Linked DNA regions of Zea mays: region 2 is linked to region 1. Evidence: chromatin contacts called from public Hi-C data. All regions are on one chromosome and are shown on one strand. The core of a region is the stretch at or near the end of the contact, and the rest is flanking DNA. Distances in the headings are between cores, read along the strand shown. Region 1 has its middle 51 kb from the start of LOC103647057. Region 2 has its middle 63 kb from the start of LOC103647058.

What was found. Hi-C and Micro-C count contacts between places; a contact is called where the count stands out from the background.
Region 2: a Hi-C map of leaf shows a contact between it and region 1, with 6 times the contacts expected there. The contact joins two enhancer-like sites. A contact is called at or near these places in 2 of 25 Hi-C or Micro-C datasets (ear and leaf).

The regions. Positions count from the first base shown.
Region 1 is chr2:145,482,843-145,486,530 of Zm-B73-REFERENCE-NAM-5.0, forward strand. No RefSeq gene overlaps it. Among protein-coding and RNA genes, the nearest start is that of LOC103647057, 51 kb to the right of the region's middle. Within about 2 kb of position 1,924, at least 15 of the 20 cell types and tissues checked have an H3K27ac peak or open chromatin away from gene starts, as enhancers often do. A contact at or near this core is called in ear and leaf, where this site is marked.
Region 2 is chr2:145,646,172-145,649,859 of Zm-B73-REFERENCE-NAM-5.0, forward strand. No RefSeq gene overlaps it. Among protein-coding and RNA genes, the nearest start is that of LOC103647058, 63 kb to the right of the region's middle. Within about 2 kb of position 1,845, at least 9 of the 20 cell types and tissues checked have an H3K27ac peak or open chromatin away from gene starts, as enhancers often do. A contact at or near this core is called in ear and leaf, where this site is marked.

The DNA.
Region 1 (3,688 bases), core at 674-3,173:
GCGGTAGCTAGATCTCAAGGGACCATCCCATTCCATGGTTTTTTAGCTGCAACGACTTGCTACACTAGCCATTTAGCCGCATGCAATGAAGTGCAGCTGGCTGACCTGATCATGACCTGAACCTGACGAGGCATCACCTGGCTGGCATGCATGGGGTCACCACCGGTCACTGCACTGATCAGGATGCAGGAGACGGCATGATGCATATGCATGATTTCAGACGTACGCACATGCATTGCAGGCACGATCACACACTCGATCGCAGACGTTGCAACCCTTGTTACTGTGTTACCGCGCGCGCGCGAGGAGTGAGCGGCACGAACGCAGGCTACAAGTGGTAGATCTGCTGGTAGATGCCGTCCTTGTTAGTTTTTACATGGAATGCAAGCAACGTTAGGATGCAGTGCATGCATGGGCCGGTTTTCTGATCAGCAGGAGACCTCATGTGGTTTCAGGCTCCTCAGATGCACGTATACGGTCTCGCGGGCAGAACATGCAACGGTCCTAATCACGGCCGAGAATATCAATCAAACACAGGCTATTCAATTTCTCTCTCTCTCTCTCTCTCTCTCTCACACACACACTGTGTCTGTGCGTCTCGATCTCCAGCAGCAAAACACATTCACGGGCCGCATATATATGTAGAGAGTACGTTGGGAAAGGCTGATGATGATGTCGGCTTGAGTGCCAGGCTGCCAGCCCTGCCCAGCGCATGGGAGCCCTGTGCAATGCCGCCTGGACCGGAGAATGGAGATCTCGGCGGGGTTCATTTGGACACATCCAACTCTCGCGGAGAATGTTCGCCGGTTTCCGCGCTGCGGTGCGTACGTGCAAGAATCGCCCGCGGCAAGGCAGATACAGAACTGTGTTTTCGAGTGTGTAAAAAAACTCAAGTATCTTAACGAAGACATAGTATCTTAGCTCTATATTTGAGATAGAAGACTATAGCTGATTGGTTACTGCTCTGATTGGTACAATGAATATGGTAAGACACATGTTAAGTCCTAAATTTGTGTTGTATTGACATTGTGGCTTCTCCTCACCCATCACTGTTCTAGAGTAGTAGCGCACAATATCGCTCCGTCAGTACCTACCACACAGCTAGAGTTAAGAGTAGTAAGTTGATCTCATGCCCTAAGTTTTTTTTTTTTTTTTTTTTTTTTTGCAGGTAGCTAGAGAACACTATGCCCTTGTTTGTTTTAATTAGGTGTGCAACGCTCGCATGCTGGCTCACTGCACCTGATAAGTGATAAGTCGATCATGTTGGTTGGTCGATGCATGCATGCATGGGCTTCTGATTAGGAGACCCTCATGATTTCAAGCTGAGACCAGATCTCGCGCGCCATGCTTATCATTGCCCGCGGCCAAGCTTTTGTCTGGCTCTGGACACACAGCAGGGGTGCCGTCCTAGTTGATTCTAACCTCACCACGTGCGGGAGCCAGGATCCGCGGATGGGCCTGGGCCGGAGCCAACGTGGCCCAGTTGGTGGCAGCGATGGAGTGGGCCTGCTGCTGTGCCTGTGCCTGTGCCTGTGCTGTTGCCGGCGTCCTCCCGCTGCCTGTGCTTGCAAGTGGCGACTGCCGCCGACGATGAATGGAGCCGCTGCCAGAGCTCTGAATCCTGAATCCGATGATGAATGACAGCAGCAGCCAGGAGAGGGCCCACGACCTGACACCCTACGACGACGACTGGTCAATACAAGAAAAGTGATATATATATATATATATATATATATATATATATATATATATATATATATATATATATATATATATATATATATATATATATGGTATACCAATGACTTTCACCTGAGTAGACTGGTCAATATAAACAAGAAGGATACCGTATGAATACTCAACAGTGGATACTCTGGCGCCGCCGTGCACGTACGCGGTACGCCCCCGGCCCCCTGCGCGCGCAGCGTACTCATTCGCTGCCTGCCGTGACGCAACATCCAACATGCATGTACAGTTTGCCGATTGAGCTACTGTGTTCAGTAGGGTCTTACCTTGTAGTTACTACGAACTTACTAGTGCTACTCGTGCTCTACCCACGGTTAGTAGTTGTTGAGTAATAACAAAAAAAAAGACCGTGCAGACTATACGCGCATGCACAAAATCAGTTATGGTTTCGGATTTCTTGCGGGATTAACTCGATAACCGACTAATAACGGGAACAGACCTCAATGTCTGTTTGCAACTCTTCCAAGAAATAGCTCCCCCAAAGAGTAAATATATACCCTAAAGTGGACTTTATTGTATCTATACAACCTTCCGAGTCAGTACCTGCATAGCCAACTATTTGCAAGTAACTAGATTTTATGTACGTAAGCATGAGGCCTTTAGTACCTTGCAGGTACCTTAGAGCCTTCTTGACTACTTTCTAGTGATCTATGCTTGGATTTTTCTGATATCTTACAAGCATCCCGGTGATAAATTCTAAGTCAGGGCGAGTACATACTTGAGCATACATAATGCTTCTGATAGCTGAAGCATGTGGTACTAATTTCATATTGTTTTTTCTTATACTGATTCTTGGGGGCACTGATAATAATCCCTGAACTTATCACCCTTTGACTATTGGAGCAGGCGAGGCCTTACACTGATGCATATTGTACATTTTCAATATATTTTCTATGTATGACTTTTGTGAGAGTTCTAATACTCCCTTATGTTTATCTCTGTGAATTTCTATTCCTAGAACATAAGAGGCTTCTCCCATGTATTTCATATCAAATTTCGAGAAAAGAAACCTTTTTTGTTTTCGCCAGTAGATCCTTATCACTACTAGCTAAGAGTATATCATCGACATATATAGCAAGGAAGATATACTTTCCTTTCTTAAACTTTGCATAAATGCAATTGTCTTCCTTGTTTTCCCTCTAAACCAAACTTTCTGATGGTCTGATCAAACTTGTTATACCACTGTCCAGAGGCTTGTTTTAATCCATAAATGGACCTCCTTAAGTGGCATCCCATAGGTTCAGTGGACATCAACTAGTTCCTAGAGACAAAAAAATTTATCATTGGTTTTGGAGCCAGTTTACCGATTCTCCAAACCTAAGTTCTATCAATGGTAATGCCAACCCTAAGCCAAAAAGATAATCTAAACTAAGGATTAACAGTAAAATAGGAACTCAGAAAAGGTCGATGTGGTTAGTGTGGGGGATAGATATCCCCCGGGTCCACTAAAGGAGTAAAAGACCTCACGAAAGGCCCAAGGGCCCAATAAATCGTAAGGTCATTCTTTCGTGGGCCTGGGGAGAGACAACCAACAAAGCAGAGCGACGTGAGACCGGATTGGTGCAAACCCGGACGGCCCACAACGTCAAACGAGTAAATCGCAACAGAGACCCGACTTTCCCGTGCTGAAGCTCCCATGCAACGGAGCCATGCGAGGATAAGTCGGCAAGGTTTACGTAGGGATAAACTCAAGAGGTTCACTACCTTTTAGCTACTTGTTGTTATCATATCCACGTGTACTGCCCCACGGTCGAGTATATAAGGCCTAGAGGGCACCCCTTCAGAACGATCGACCCTATCTTACTTAGCCACCCACATCAACTCTCTGTGTCTTCAATCCAGAGAGCCCTCTTGTAACCCCGCTCACCAAGCATACTCACCAGGACGTAGGGTGTTACGCACCTCTAAGCGGCCCGAACCTGTAAATCTTGTCCACTGTCCC
Region 2 (3,688 bases), core at 595-3,094, 160 kb after region 1:
TCCCCGGGCTATCTCTTCCGAAAGGTTGGCACAGGACAGCTTGACCCAGAGCGGGCACCAAAGCTATAACAACCAAAATTGTTATGATACTGCTCTTTACCCCAAGGCTTTGTCTCATAAACCAGCTCGTGTATACTGCAGAAACTTTTTGCATTTGGCTCCAAGCCTTGGCTCCTTGCGGCCCATACAAAGATTCCCATCCTTTTGATTGCTTCGGGAGTAATTTGATGTAGGCAGATTTCAAATATCTTCAAAACTTCAACCACGAAACTGCTTAGAGGAAACCGAAGCCCAACCTTGAAGAAGCTTTGGAAGATCACGACTTCATTTTCCTCGGGAGTAGGACAAGTCTTCTCTCCTTCGTCAGCCCTCACAATAGACAAATCCCGAAAATATCTACCCCTCATATTGACAAGATGGCTTTGTTTAATGGTTGATTTTCCAAAAACTGCAAGGCTTGGCCGCTAGGGTCGATCTTCTAAGTCTTCCCCCCCACTTTCCGCATCATAACTGTCACTATCACCAGTATCTTCAGATAAACCTTCCAAGATTTCCCTTGTAATCTTTTCTGTATTTGTCTTTGATATTGATTCAAGAAAGCCAAGATTCTTCTCCTCAAGAAGGCTCAGCTTTGTTTCAGCAACAACTTCGGACATCTTCAGAAATGCTAAAAACCGCTTTTAAAGTCGAAGCTTAAAAAACTTACAAATTAAGCAAGTCTTGTTGCGCAAGAGCTAAAAACTGAGTAAGCAAGAGCAGATGGCAAAGAAAGCGTACCAAATGACATCGCGGTGTGCTCTTATTTATACGTCTAGTGCATTGAGAACAGGAGGGTCTCGCTTGTCATTGACTGTTGCTATTCTAGCAAGAGAAAGGTGTTTTTTCGGACCTTCAGCTTAGGGCCTTCGTCCATATCGCAATCTGAATTTATTATCCTAACAAATTAATATTGCGAGGGGCTACTGTTGGGGGCCTTCGGCTTCCGAAGGTCCTCAAAAACATGATTTAACAATGTTTCTGAAGTATAATGTGTGAACAGGTATCTTCGGACATGAGTTAAAACCACAACGTGAAGAAGCACAGAAGGGGTACGAAGGATGGCGCGGAGCCGAAGCTGTGTGTAGAAGAGCTTCGGCATGATAATGGAAAGGGAAACCGACTTAAAGATGAAAAGGCTATTTAGACCTTGATGAATTATTATAGAGTTATTAGCAGATGTAAAGGGCATAGGTGTAATTTTACATGGATTACGTCCCGTACCTATAAATAGATGAACAGTAACCCTGTACTGTTCACGCTGACTTGGCATTTGCTTTTGCGTCACGCTTGTACTTTTACCTTCTCTCAAGTCAGAGGTACATTTGTAACCCGATGTCATTCCTATTTTTCTATAGCAATAAAATAGAAATGAGTTGATAATAACACATAACTGTTTATGTTATCTTTTATATTCCATGTAATTCCTTCTTCATTATGATATGTAATGTTTATGAAGGTATGTCCTTCATAACCTTCGTCCGAAAATCATTATATCTCAAGTGAAATAATGCTTCGAAGGACGAAGGACTTTAACGTTTAACATTTTCTGTGTTGCCTTGTTCTTAACTCTTAGCATTTGAGAATAAGTTCCCAACACCCTCGAAGTTGCGTTATATAGGGACAATGGGGGACATGATCTTGGCATAGGGAGCGCGAACACGACATTATTTTGTTGGAGCTCCCGGCGGACTCGGCGGGGAAGACAATTATCCTGACACACGAGACCCACACACCAGTGGCCACGGACGAACGTGTATATGGCATGCGTCAGCACCTCAGCCGACACCGGGAAGCAGGTCTCACACTTCAGCATTGAAGTCTGGCTTTGGCTGGCGGCGAGGGAGGGAAAAGGGGAAGAGTTGGGCTGGCTAGGGGTGGTTTTGGCCCAATGAGGTAAGTTCTCTTTCCTTTTTATTTTATTTTCTATTTCTATTCATTCAAATTCAATTCTATCTTGGACTCTTTAATTAAAGCACAAATGCAACACACAAAATCCGGCATGAATGCAAGGTATATAATTTTATCAATTTATTTGTTAACTTATTTGAACAAAAGATTTTAAATATGCAACTCATACTCAGAGAAATAGTTATTTTAAGAATTAATTTCTTAGTGTATAAAAAATACTTTAGAGAATACCTTTTATTACTTTAGACAACACCTATAAAGATATTTCAATAAGGGATAACTAAATTCTTATATAAAAATAATCCTTTTATTTAATCCTTATTAGAAAACATATTTTTTGGGAGAAGTATCTTTAAAAGTAAGAAAATTCTGATTAAAATATATTTTGGTTCAGCTCTTTTGGAAAAACTTTTTAAATTATAAAATAGGATTTTTGGTGTTACATCGACTTAAAGCAACGCACGCGCCTTAGGCCACACAGCCACCGCCCTCCTCTCCCCCGTCGTCACCTTTCCTCGCTCGCTCTTAGCGTCCTAGCCGCTAGGGCTGGGCTAAAAAATCCGTAACCCGAAACTCAAACCCGGAATACCCGAACCCGAACCCGAACCCGAAACCCGAATTTTGTTCGGGAATTTCGGGTAGCAACTTGTAAAACCCGAATTTATTTCGGGTAATTCAGGTATCACAATCGGGTACTCGAATTACCCGAACTTTCATGTGTCATGTACTTATGTCATGCTTAATTATTAATTTGTACATTTATAATTATGTGTAAGTGTGCATAATTTGTGATTGTAGATTGCTTGTGTTTTATATGTACATGTATATCATTATTCAAACTATATTTTTATACTAATTTAATAGAATGTATGTGTTGTTATGAAGCCGACACAATAGTTCGGGTAGTTCAGGAATATCCGAACCCGAAATTTTGGGTACCCGAATTTTAGGGTATTGCAAAACCCGTTGTAATTTCGGGTATCGATTCTCAAAACCCGAAATTTTAAAAACCCGAATTAACCGACCCAAAATTTTCGGATGACCCGAACGCCCATCCTAGTAGCCGCCGCTAGCCTCTCTACCTCCTCGCGCGCCATGGCCCCACTCAATCTCTAGTCGCCCCTCTGCCTAATATAAAAAAATATGAATTATAGCAGCACTTATGATAAAAATAGATAAAAAATAGCACTTGGTCATATATCCTATATGAATATAATTTATATGTAATAATTATGCTCCAACATTTTATTAAATAATATTTATGTCGTTATAACCCACTGTCACTATACTAGTACATATTTTAAATCTGTGTCATCTATCGTCCGTCCAATGACATCCGTCAATTTATTTAAAAAACACTCATCCCACTGGCGCTGAAATTTTTGGAGCTAGCCCCCATGCCCCATGAAATGATCGGATAGAATGATATTTCTTTTCCTTGCATCGAACTGCATGGACCTCGGCCACCAGACAACCTCGTCGTCACCGTCCTGTCGCACTGCTCGCCGTCACCGGCCGGCGATGCTCACCGCAACCGGCCAAGCGCAGCTCGCCGCCATCGTCGGGGTGTCACTCGCCGCCTTCTGTTAGTGTGGTTGCCCCCACAAAGGCTAGAACTCTGCATCAAGCTGCCTTCTGTTTGTGTGGTTGCACGTACTGATTCAGGGTGTCGCTCGCTGCCTTCTGTATCATCTGGATCCTCCAAGTATCTGCATCTAGCTGTGTATTGCATTTTAACTTG